2 separate regions of the Gossypium hirsutum genome follow, and region 1 is linked to region 2. Evidence: chromatin contacts called from public Hi-C data. All regions are on one chromosome and are shown on one strand. The core of a region is the stretch at or near the end of the contact, and the rest is flanking DNA. Distances in the headings are between cores, read along the strand shown. Region 1 holds the start of LOC121211310 (ferredoxin--NADP reductase, leaf isozyme, chloroplastic-like). Region 2 has its middle 5.8 kb from the start of LOC121211308.

Evidence for each region. A called contact is a pair of places that touch in the nucleus more often than the background predicts.
Region 1: a contact with region 2 is called in a Hi-C map of leaf, with 2.4 times the contacts expected there. The contact joins the promoter of LOC121211310 here to the enhancer-like site in region 2. A contact is called at or near these places in 6 of 34 Hi-C or Micro-C datasets (callus, hypocotyl and leaf).

What each region holds. Positions count from the first base shown.
Region 1 is chrA12:13,871,719-13,877,730 of Gossypium_hirsutum_v2.1, reverse strand. LOC121211310 (ferredoxin--NADP reductase, leaf isozyme, chloroplastic-like) reads left to right here and starts at 1,456. Exons shown (of 10, transcript XM_041083986.1): 1 at 1,456-1,740; 2 at 1,836-1,890; 3 at 1,893-2,069; 4 at 2,280-2,413; 5 at 2,594-2,672; 6 at 2,902-2,993; 7 at 3,099-3,176; 8 at 3,322-3,384; 9 at 3,477-3,711; 10 at 3,839-4,123. The coding sequence starts at 1,639. The coding sequence ends at 3,906. It overlaps LOC107945803, which reads left to right. Exons shown (of 1, transcript XM_016879932.2): 1 at 1-532. The coding sequence ends at 83.
Region 2 is chrA12:13,814,301-13,820,403 of Gossypium_hirsutum_v2.1, reverse strand. No RefSeq gene overlaps it. Among protein-coding and RNA genes, the nearest start is that of LOC121211308, 5.8 kb to the left of the region's middle. Within about 2 kb of position 4,158, at least 9 of the 9 cell types and tissues checked have an H3K27ac peak or open chromatin away from gene starts, as enhancers often do. A contact at or near this core is called in hypocotyl and leaf, where this site is marked.

The DNA.
Region 1 (6,012 bases), core at 207-2,706, 60 kb before region 2:
ATGAAACAGTGGACACACTTCTACATGAAGCCAAAAGTAGATTGGAGCTCTATCAGTCTAGAGGTTCAAGGAGATTCAATTGATTCAATCGCTTTTCCATTGTGATTTCTTGTTTGGGACAACTGTACATACAGCTGGAACTGTTCTTCCATGAAGTATTTTTCAGTCATATGCAGAATTGTATTGCCTTGAGTTGCATGGCTGTTGTAAGGGTAGAAATAAGTTCCATGATATGTAGCAGGTCATTCATTTCAATTTTTTTGGTCTGAAATTTTAGTGGGGGTGTCTATCTTCTAACCACCGTAAAAGAATGATTCGACCTCTGTTATGCGGGGCTTGGGCTCTGTCAGAACCAGCTCTTTTAACTTACCACTACTTTTTCTGGATTATGTCATCTAGGCTGCCACTCACATGGAAGGTGACTCAGATTCTGACATGTATTTTTACTGCAGAGGCAGAGCTGACTGCTTGCATTTATACCTCTTACCCAGTTGTTTATCAGCAGCTTATCATGAACTTTTCTTGGTCAAAACTGCCCTGTTCCAAAATGTAATTAACAATTTCAAGTAGAGAAAAAACAACAGACTTGTCAAAATCCACCCACAGGAGAAGACTGGGTTTTTGCCTCGTATTACAGCGAAATGTGGTAAGAATAATAAGAAACCCCACGTTTTTTATTAGCTGAAATTAATAAAAATTAAGCAGATTTCTACCCATCAAGCTTGAAGGCTAAAACAGGTCAAGTAGGCCCTGGTTTAGGGATACTTGATGCTTGTTATTTTTTGCCTTTTGATTCCCCAGAAAAGTAAAAGTACACGAAAAATAAATTTAATAGATGTCAAAAGGTAGGAATTCATAAGCTAATAGAGACAGATTCGATGATACTATGCAACACGGAAAGTTATATATTTATATATTCTTTTGTTCATTGAGAGTTGTTTTTATATGGATCCAGCTTGTGATATTCAATGTCATTTCTTGCATTACTGAAAATGACGTCCAACTTGTACTTTGGGATGGCGATTTGTCCATGGATTGCCTTGGTGGACTGAGATGAGTTAACCCAATGCCATCTTTGGGTCCCCAATTCCTTCTTCCATTTCATTTTGCTTTTGGATGGATTTTTTTGTTTAATTATACCAATCGTCTTCGATTGATTTTTACTGTCTTAATCCAAATAATTTAGTATCAAACGATAAAAACGATCAATCAACTTATATTATATTATATATATAAAATAATTAAAAATAATATATGTAAGTTAGTCATTCGGTTTAGTTATGAATTTTAATAACTAATAATCCGTTTACACCTTAACTTTAACCAGTTTAATTAACTTTTAACCTTACTTATTGCCATCCCCTATCCTTGGATTTGGAATCAAAAGTTGCTCTAAAAAAAATTCAATGGTGATTATGGATATATGGTGGTGTAAGAGTAATGCATTTACACATGGACTTATCCTTATAGAGGCCACTGCATTGCCCTTCAAATCTCCTCCACCCAATTCATCATCCAAACCCAATGAAATAGAGCACAAAACCATATACTTTTAAGATTTCCTCACCTCATCTCATTCCTTCTTCACCAAACCATCCATCAAATAACATTTCCTCACCTCTTCATTTTCCAAAACCCATGGCTGCCGTAACTGCTGCAGTCTCCTTTCCTTCTACCAACTCCACCTCTTTTACTACTCGAACCTCTATCATCTCTCCTGAAAGAATCACATTCAAGAAGGTAAACTTCTTTCTTTTCTTTTGTAATTAATATATGTAAAAACTTCATACATGTTGGGAGTTGGTCACCTGCTTTTTTTGGTGGTTGTTTTTCAGGTTTCTTTTTACTACCGGGATGTTTCAAGTGGAGGGAGAGTGGTTTCAGTGCGAGCCCAGTTACAACTGAAGCTCCTGCTAAAGTTGTAAAGGAATCCAAGAAAAATGATGAAGGTGTTGTGGTTAACAAGTTCAAGCCAAAGGAACCTTACATTGGCAGGTGCCTTCTAAATACTAAGATCACCGGTGATGATGCTCCTGGAGAGACATGGCACATGGTCTTCAGCACTGAGGGTATGCAATTCATCTCAAATTATACTCTTCAAGATAATTGCATGTCTGTGAAAAAAAAATGCAGATACAGAGTTTTATGTGCACCAATGCGAGTTTTTGTTGATCAAGGAATGAAAAGTTGCCGTTCTTGAGATGATTAATTAGATAAAGGGAAAAAAAAAAAAGAAAGACTCTTTCTTCTTAGTTGACTAGCTAGTTGGATTGGATCAGGAGAGGTTCCTTACAGAGAAGGACAATCCATTGGAGTGATTCCAGATGGCGTTGACAAGAATGGGAAACCTCATAAACTGAGATTATACTCCATTGCTAGCAGTGCTCTTGGTGACTTTGGGGACTCCAGAACTGTGAGTTTTCCTTTAGAAGTTAATTTCCTTTCCAGATTAAGATACAAATCAATTGCTGATAGGCTCTGAGCCACCCAAGTCTACATAACTAATAGCATTCAGCTCTTCTGGTTTCTGTTTGTTTTTTTTATTTTCTTATTCATTTTTGGTTTTCTGAATGGTCTCATTGTATTATCGCAGGTATCCCTATGTGTGAAACGTCTTGTATACACCAACGAGAAAGGAGAACTTGTTAAAGGAGTCTGCTCAAATTTCTTATGTAAGAATGCAGGACTTCTATGTTTCATCATAATGTATTACTATTGTTTAGAACAACCGGTGTCAAAAGATGATGAACCCGGAGCTTTGGTCAGTTAGTTTATGCGGCCATTCTTAAAAGGTGGCATCCAATAGATTTGGAGTTGGAATCATAATATCTGCAACTCCTTCTCTATCACCGGGCATTGGTCACTCTTGTACCTAAAATTATGTTTAATTCGTATCTTCAGGTGACATGAAACCTGGGGCAGAAGTTAAAATCACAGGACCTATTGGAAAGGAAATGCTTATGCCAAAAGATCCCGATGCCACAATCATCATGGTTTGTATTTTACCAAGCTGTTATCATGCATTCATTGTATATTCCATTATATTGATAAACTGCTGCTCCAAAGCAACATTTTCACACTGAGTTCTTTAACTGCAGCTTGCTACAGGAACTGGTATCGCTCCCTTTCGATCATTTTTATGGAAAATGTTCTTTGAAAGGCATGAAGATTACAAGGTACAAAAGAAACAATTATGACCTTTATATCCATGCATCCATTTTAAGCTAAGAAGTGAAGCCTGTTATGACCTGTGGCCTTAACTTAACTCACCAAGGCTAACATATATTATTGTACTAATGAGTGACTTGAAAAAACTTGTAGTTCAATGGTTTGGCATGGCTGTTCCTCGGTGTTCCTACAAGTAGCTCATTGTTGTACAAGGAGGTAAGCATGCAAGCTAGGAAAAGAAAAACATCTGATACTGGGAATCTGGTGGTTTTGCTTCTTTGAACGAAAAGTGAAATGTTATATAACAGGAATTTGAGAAAATGAAGGAGACGTATCCAGACAACTTCAGGCTGGACTTTGCTGTGAGCAGAGAACAAACAAATGAGAAAGGAGAAAAGATGTACATTCAGACCCGAATGGCTGAATATGCAAAAGAGCTATGGGAATTGCTGAAGAAAGATAACACCTTTGTTTACATGTGTGGGTTGAAAGGAATGGAGAAGGGAATTGATGACATAATGGTCTCACTTGCTGCAGCAGATGGTAACCAAAAAAAAAAAAAAAGCAGAACCCAATTCTTTTACCAGATCACTAATTAATAAATCTCCATGAATTATATATACATACATACACCTCCAATCTAAATCTGTCTTTGGACATTTTTTTTCAGGTATTGATTGGATTGAATACAAAAGGCAGTTGAAGAAATCTGAGCAATGGAATGTGGAAGTCTACTGATTGTGGATTATGTAGTACAAACCAAACCGCAATTCTTCCTCTCTCTTTTTTTATTTTTCTGAGCAGCCAGCCACAGTCCAACAATGATTTCCAATGCATTGTGTAGATAGGGGGAGTGTGTGAGTGTGTGTGTTGGTATTTTTAATTTTTATTTTATAACCAAACCTCACAAATCTTAATCTCGAGGAGTAATAAATGAAACTTCAATTTCCCCTTATGAACATTTGTTTTACATGTATCCCATGCTTCAGCTTTTGATATGCAGAATGGATTGATGCCATATCTAACCTTTTTCTCAAAGGAAATCATATAAATATCTAACTGTTATAAATACATTAACATTAATAATGGATGTCTATAACTCTTTTAAACATTTATTAAAGTAATGAGATATCTAAGGTGATAACAAATATTTTTCCTTTTTTTTTTTTAATTATTTTATTACTTTTTTATTATATCTTAAAAACAAATGACATCAACCTAAATTCGCTTATAATTTTTTTTTATTCCACTATTACTTTAAAATTATTTTCTATAACTATTGCTTAAAAGTTGCATTTTATCAAATATTTTTTTCAAAAAATAAAATGAAAAGTGATAATTAGTTGTTAGCTAAACCGTTTGATTGGAAATGGATATTTATAACCTATAATCATATCAACTTTAAAATTGCAAAAACAAATCACATATATGCCTTTAATAATTTTAAAATTAATTATTTAATTCTATTTTTATTAAAGTAAAATGTTAATTATTTTTATTACCATTAAAATTAAACCTTTTATTAAAATAAAATTTCTTAATTATCTAATTTTATTTAATGAAATATTGATTAAGTGTTTTGTAATTAATTTTTATATTTAAATTGATAAAATAAATTATTGACAAGAAAATAAAAAACTATTCGTTCTCCATCACTTTAAAAATTTAAAGCACAATTGATAAATCAGTTATTGTATCTTGAATTTTTAGGATTATTATTTGATGCATTGTTTGTGAAAAGAAAAAAAATTAAAAGGGTTTGATAATGACAAGTATTCATTGAATTATATTAAAAATATAAAAATAAATAAATAAACACATATTGTTGTTCGAATATTCAACAGTCAAGTATACGTATTGTGAAAAGTAGTATAAAAAATATTGTTCCCACAAAGAGTTATTACTAATTATGTTGTTACTTTATTACTTATCTTAATATATCGATAACATAAATTTTTAATATAAATCAAATAAACAAAAATGAGCAAAAAAAATTAAAACGAAATAATTAATCAATAATAAAAGGTCGGGATTACAATTTCATCTAATGTATAGTTAATTACTAATTTGGGTACAAAATTTCTCTCAATTCTCTCCCAAGCAATTAAAGAATTAACTTAACCTAATTATTGAGTTATATTCATATACCAATAATTTAAAACAAATTGATTAAGACCAAACCCTAGTTATACTAGGCAATGTAATTTAGGTATATTCCTATTCTAATTGCGAATCAAGATTTGACTTATTTAATTTCAATCAAGAGTTATTCATTTTAGACCTAAAACAAAAAGTCATTTTCCAATTTCTTTAGGTTTTGTTGGATTAATAGTTGGCCAGACTATTATCAATAAAGAACAAGAATAAATAAATAATCAAAACTCTATCAAGAACAAAAAAGAGATGAAAATAGAGAATTATTCAATTATCTAAACATGAAATTCATTGCAATTCTAGAAAAAAAAATTAGTTCATGGAAAAATTGGAAAAAAATATTGAAAATAAAAACAAGAACTAAGCATAGAAACATAAACAATAAAGAAAATAGATGGAGAAATCGAGTCTTCTCAATTATTTCCGTCAATCTTTGATGCTTGGAGGCTTTGGTGGCTTCTCCTCTTTTTCTCCACACTTTCCTTGAACTTAGGTCTTTATTTTCTTCTTTTATATTCCATAGAAATTTGCAACCTTAATATTTATCAGGTAACTGTGTTGCTCCAACGGACAAATCTTTCGTTGGAGTAAAAAGTTGCCTTATTTGCATATATATCAATCTATCATTTCTCCATGCTTTTTTGAACCTACAATAGGTAAGAAATGCTCGAAAATAAGTCTGAACTAACA
Region 2 (6,103 bases), core at 2,909-5,408:
AAAGGAATTAGAGTATAATTTCCTACACCTATAAAAGTCCCTTTATCCACAACTATCACAAAAATCGTTTCAACAATTAATGAATGTCCAAATAGTGTTGAACAACAATGATAAAACACCCCTAAAAGAAACTAACTCACAAAGGACTGATGAAAAATTAAATGATACCATTAAGAAATCTCAAAATGAGAGAAAACCAACCATTCCTGATGATTATGTAGTTTATTTACACTTGATCTTGGAATTAATAAAGATCTAGTTTCATTAGTATATTGCACGAGACGAAAGTTTTTCCCTCAAATAACTTTGAATGATAGATATAGAAGAGGCATCCTATCATATAGGAATTGATATTTCGTGATAGATTATAAAGATTGTTAGGATTATCTTAGAAAAACTATATGGAAAGAGTTTTAGAGAGATTTAATATGTATAATTATTCAACAAGAATTGTTCTTATACAAAAAGGGGACAAATTTAGTCTCATGCAATGTCTAAAGAATGATGTAGAATGAAAGTGAAATGAAAGGCACGGGAGAGGCATTCTATGTTATAGGAATTGAAATATTCTGTGATAGATCATAAAGATTGTTAGGTTTATCTTAGAAAAACTATATGGAAAGAGTTTCAGAGAGATTTAATATGTATAATTGTTCAACACAGGAATTGTTATTATACAAAAAGGGAGTATTAAGTTGCAATGTTGTAGTATATGGAAGGAAGCATGTGACTTAAACTATGTACGACCATCATAACACATTTTCAATTCACTATAATGTGGCAATTATGATGAGCGTTATTTTTATGCGTGCTTAACATTTAAAGTTTATGTTTTACCTCATTGGGCCAAGGGGGAGAATGTATGATTTTAGCCGAATTATGTGAACCCAATTAAGTCTAAAATAATGTGGCCTAGTTTAAAAGAGATAAGAGTTTTACTTTGAATAGAAGTTAAATTCTGTCTATTCATTTGGTTACTTGATGGACGCACCTAATTAACAGTTGATCATTATAAATGGATCCTCTCTCTACTATTAGGGTTTTACATACAAAAAAAATCATTAAAGATTATAGCCTTCATTACTTAGGGTTTGTGTAATTAATGGAAGATGTCAAAAGGGAGAAATTAATTTACTGAGTGTTCTTCATATTCTTCATCAAGTCTAATGGTCAATTCCAATTTTGCATCAGGTATTTCTTAAGCTTGTGAAAATCATATTATTCTAAATATCCTAAAATAATTGTTTATGCAAATTTAAGGATTTGACTTACATAATATTTAGATCCGAAAGATTTTACACATAACGCATCAATGACTACCTTACAATCAGGCTCCACCATGATGTTGTCAACGTGAAAGGACTTGAGCCATGAGAGAGCCTCACAAATGACCATAGTTTTAGCCAATATCAAATCCATCCCAACTTGCACCAAAACAATGTTACACTTGATGAAATAGCTGCCAATATCATTACTTGCCAATCCAATAAGATAACAACATCCACATTGCACTTAAAGTATCCAATCGCAGGTCTTGTTTGGTGTTGCACTTGTAAAGATTGTCTGGAAAAGGCACATTGAACCTATTGAAACACAACATTCGTATCACTCCAAACATGCAAAAAATGAATCAACAAAGGACACAATACGATCAGGTTGTGTCACCATGTTCTTCCAACACAAAAGGTTTCGATGGAATCAAATACTCCACGAAATAGTGAGGTAATGTTTGCTACTCGGGGAATTCGAATGGATGATGCGGCACATGACTATTTTGTCAATGATGACATGTCATTGATGGTGCTGATATGACATTTAGAAAATATTAATATTTAAATATGTCATGAAAGTTTTAGAAATTATAAAATCATTGAATATGCGTTGGATTATAATTGGCTATAAACTTCCTAACCAAAGCTTTAAACTTTTAAAATAGATGTATTCTATGTCTATTTGTTATTTTATTTATGGTTGAAATTATCCAACTCGATATATAACCCTTTTTGTTTATATTTTTAAGAAGTTAGTGTTAGAAATTAACTAAAGACCTTTAAAAACAATAGAAAAGACAAATATTAAAAACATAATATATAACAAAATTATATAAATAATTTAATATTTGTAAAAAATAAGATCTTCACTATAGCATAATTTTAATTTTTAACTAATTTGGTAAGTGATTTGATACTAAATTAGATTATTAGTAATATGTATTACTTATTGTGGATTTTAAAATTAAAAATAAATAACTAAAAATATATAGAACACATAATAACCTCTTATCCAATTTATAAAATTTTAAAAATCATTATCAATATGGAAAAAGGAAATTCAATTAATTCTTTCACATTGTTTTCTTATAAAAAAAATTAAATGTTCATAAATTTTCTTATATAATTATTGCTTGAACAATGGGAATTTTCAAAGTAATATTTTTTAATTCTGAATTTGATTTCCAATTTCAAAGACCAACTTCGACAACTATTTCTATGTCCCTTAAAAGGAAATATTTTACTACTAATAGTAAGAGTAAATCTAAAGTGTTTTTTAAGGTTTTTTTCATTTTCTTTAGCCAAAATTTTATCGATCAAAGGGTTATAAAATATTATATTTAAAAGAAAACTAATGAAAAAAAGAAAAGAAAATTTTTTTCAAGATAAACTCATTGGTATAAAAAATTGGCTCGAAAAACAACTCGTTAGTTTGAGAAGTTTTTTTTCCCCTTTTTGGGTTTTACAGATTTATATATGAGGAACGTGTTTGTTTTAAAAGCTAAAAGCTTTGGTTAAGAAGTTTGAGGATCAAATTGATAGAATTTATAAATATGAAGGTTGGAATTTATTGAATTATTTAGAATTAAGATCAAATTGATAAAATATGTAAGTAATGAGGAGTAAAGGTGTTATTATACTAGTTAGAAAAAGGCTTTCTGTTAACAATTTAACGATAGGTGGCTAAAATAGGAACGGATTTAAACGTTAGTGTCTAAACTAAAAACTTTTAAAGTTGGATGACTAAAACAAGAACATGAATATAGTCTGGTGACCATTTGTATAATTTACCCTATTTTTTTTAAAATAACCAAAATACTAGTATTAATTTCACAGACTTTAAAAGCAAGTTGGTTGATATAAATAGTTTTAGTTAAAAGTTTAAATTAAAATCACCATAAAAAAATGAAGGGAGAGGTTTTTCAGTCTTTTAATTTTAATAAATCAAAAAGTCTAATTCCGTATTTTCTAAATTTATTTTAAAAATAAAAATAAAAATGACTACTTCCTACTTTTTTTCTCATGTATTTAATTTAATTAAAATTTTATTTCCCTTTCACATATTAAGTGTGCCATAAAAGTGATATATTTAAATCAACTTGATTCAATGCAGCCCTTCCTTTGAAAGTGGCCTGGCGTATCCTCACCGACAACCATTGCTTTTTGACCAAAGTTCTCACTGCAAATACTGCTGCAAAGATCCTTTTGAACTTGTTAAACCTAAACCATTCGATTCATGGGTGTGGAAAAGCATTCTTTCTGGTAGGGATATCTGTAACAAGGGTAAGATATCCAACTATGGAGCGGTCAAAATAGTTGGATATCAGCTGACCCACTCAAGCCTCTAATCGACACAGTTGGGCATCAAGTATTTGACTCCCAGCAAACTCCTACATTATCCCTTATAAATTCACCGTCGATCAATCCAAGGCCCTAGGCCTCCTTGACCCCGATAGAGTTGTTGATTTGATCACTAGAACTACTTCTATCCAATATGGACAAGATAGAATCATTTGGAAGGATGACTTCAAAGGTCTTTTTTTGGTTAAAAGCGCTTACTCACTAATTTACAAGAGCTATCATGGTGTAGCTCTTGAAAGACCATAACAATCCGCATGGAAAAACCTTTGGCATTTAAAGATACCCTAAGATCATCATCTTTTTGTGGAAAATTTGCAAAAACAACCTTCCAACTAAGTATCTTCTTGTCAGGAGACTTTCGACCAATGACCCAATTTGCTACCTCTGCAGAACTGATAAAGAAACTTCGGATCATCTCTTCCTCAATTGAACCTTCGCAAGGGTAGTTTGGTCTGGATCCCCCCTGACCTTTCGAACTGACTCCTTAGTCGGCATCCCCATCTCTAGATAGATACTCTAATGACGTTAAGAAAATGATAATCCAGCAGAATCTTGAAGAAGTAAATACACCGCCACGACCTGCACACTATGGACCATCTAGAAACTTCAAAAGTAACCTTATCTTTAAAAACTCTAGCACATCCCCTCTGTTGGCAACCAAAATTATCTCTGACCTAACCCAATAAACCCTTTCCTCATTCTCAAACAATTCTCCACCTTCTCCCAACCAAAGAACGTTACCTTTCTCTCCAGTTATCATCCTCAACACCCAACAATGGCTACTGTCTCTCTACATCATTCAGAACAGACAGAACAACCTAATTGGAGGAGCTGCCATGGCCCAAGACCCCAACAATTTTCAACTGACAATTGTTCAAAGCTTCAAAACCAATAGCAAAGCTCTTGTGGGCATTCTCATTCTCAGAGCTGCTCTTATTCTGCTAAGACCTTTTGGTATTAATTATTGCAAATTAACCAAATCCAGCAAGAAATGGCGGAATATTATCACAAGACGTTCCAATTTTGGATGGAAGCTACAACCGGCAATTGGAGATATCAAATTCCTTCTCCTTGAGATCAACATCATGTGGCAAACTTTAGACGTGGACAACATGAAAAGAGAAACCTCCCGTTGGGCTATAGGTGTTTCAAAAGCCTTCATTAGTTTCACATGGCCATAACTTGATGTTTTTGACTTGTACCAAAAAAATCAACTTGAACTTGCAACCTACATTGTTTTCTTGTGGCTCAGTTTTATTTTTATGAATAAAATACAATTTGACGGCCGAATGAGACGATGGCTCACCATTTGTCGATTCTTTATCCTCTTTATTCGCTATACTTAAGATCCCATAGTAGCCACAGAAGAGAAAGCCCATACCTATTACTACTATATAATACATCAACTACTGATATTAAAGTGGACCTTATTGGAGCAAGATTTGGGTTCATAATGAGATTACGCAGGCCTCACCCAGTTCCAGACTCAGATACATACATTATAAAGTTAAATTCAGAAGAGCCCATCATTCTTGTTTCAGAAATAACGTATAAAATCATGGTCTGAAATTGCAAGCCTGAGGGACTTTTGTTTTTTCCTCAACCCTTTCGTTTATAAAGGCAGTAGAGGATGCATGAAGAACACGTGTTTGACTTGTAGTGGAGAGCAACACGTTTCATGGACTATGATGGGACCGATCGAGAAGTGGAAAACATTACAAAGCGCATAATCATCATTCATCACCCATATCTTTTCCTTCTTTCCAACAATATGTCCAATAGCTTCACATCAAGCTTGTCCAAAAATTGAAGCGAAGTCAAAAATTTTTTTTAGGAGAGTCGGATGTATATCATTATAATTTGTAAAGGATTAAATTAAATTTTTATAATTTTAAGGGAAGTAAAAGTATAATTTTATCTTTACTAATTTAAAATTTTTAAAAAATTTAAAGGGCCAAAAATATAATTTTACATTTTAGAGGGGCCGAGGCCCATGCCAGCCCCCTAGCTATGCCCCTGTCCAGAAAGCTTACACGACTCACAAGCTTCTGGAATAACACTTCAAATAAATAAAGTAGCTTCATTATTTTGTATTTTTTTTTTGTATTATTGATACCCATCCAATTGGGTATAATACAATTTTTTTTATATATGTAATTATGATGGTAAGTTTAAAGCTAAAGGAATAAGTGTCCTAAAGAGCTCGAACTCCTAATATTTATAGTTAAGTTCTCATCACAATACTATACTCGGTGCTAGAAGAATCACAACTCGACAAGCATTTCATGGAAAATAAAAAGAAGGGAAACATGTGTAGAGTCCCTGAAGATGACACTAAAAAAAATGACACCTTAATTATCATAAAAGGACCACACACTCCAATGCAAAAAGACTACTAACAAGTAACTAGGGAATGGAGGCTAAGCTCATATATAAAAAGAAGTATAAGCACCTTGTAAGATCTATTGCAC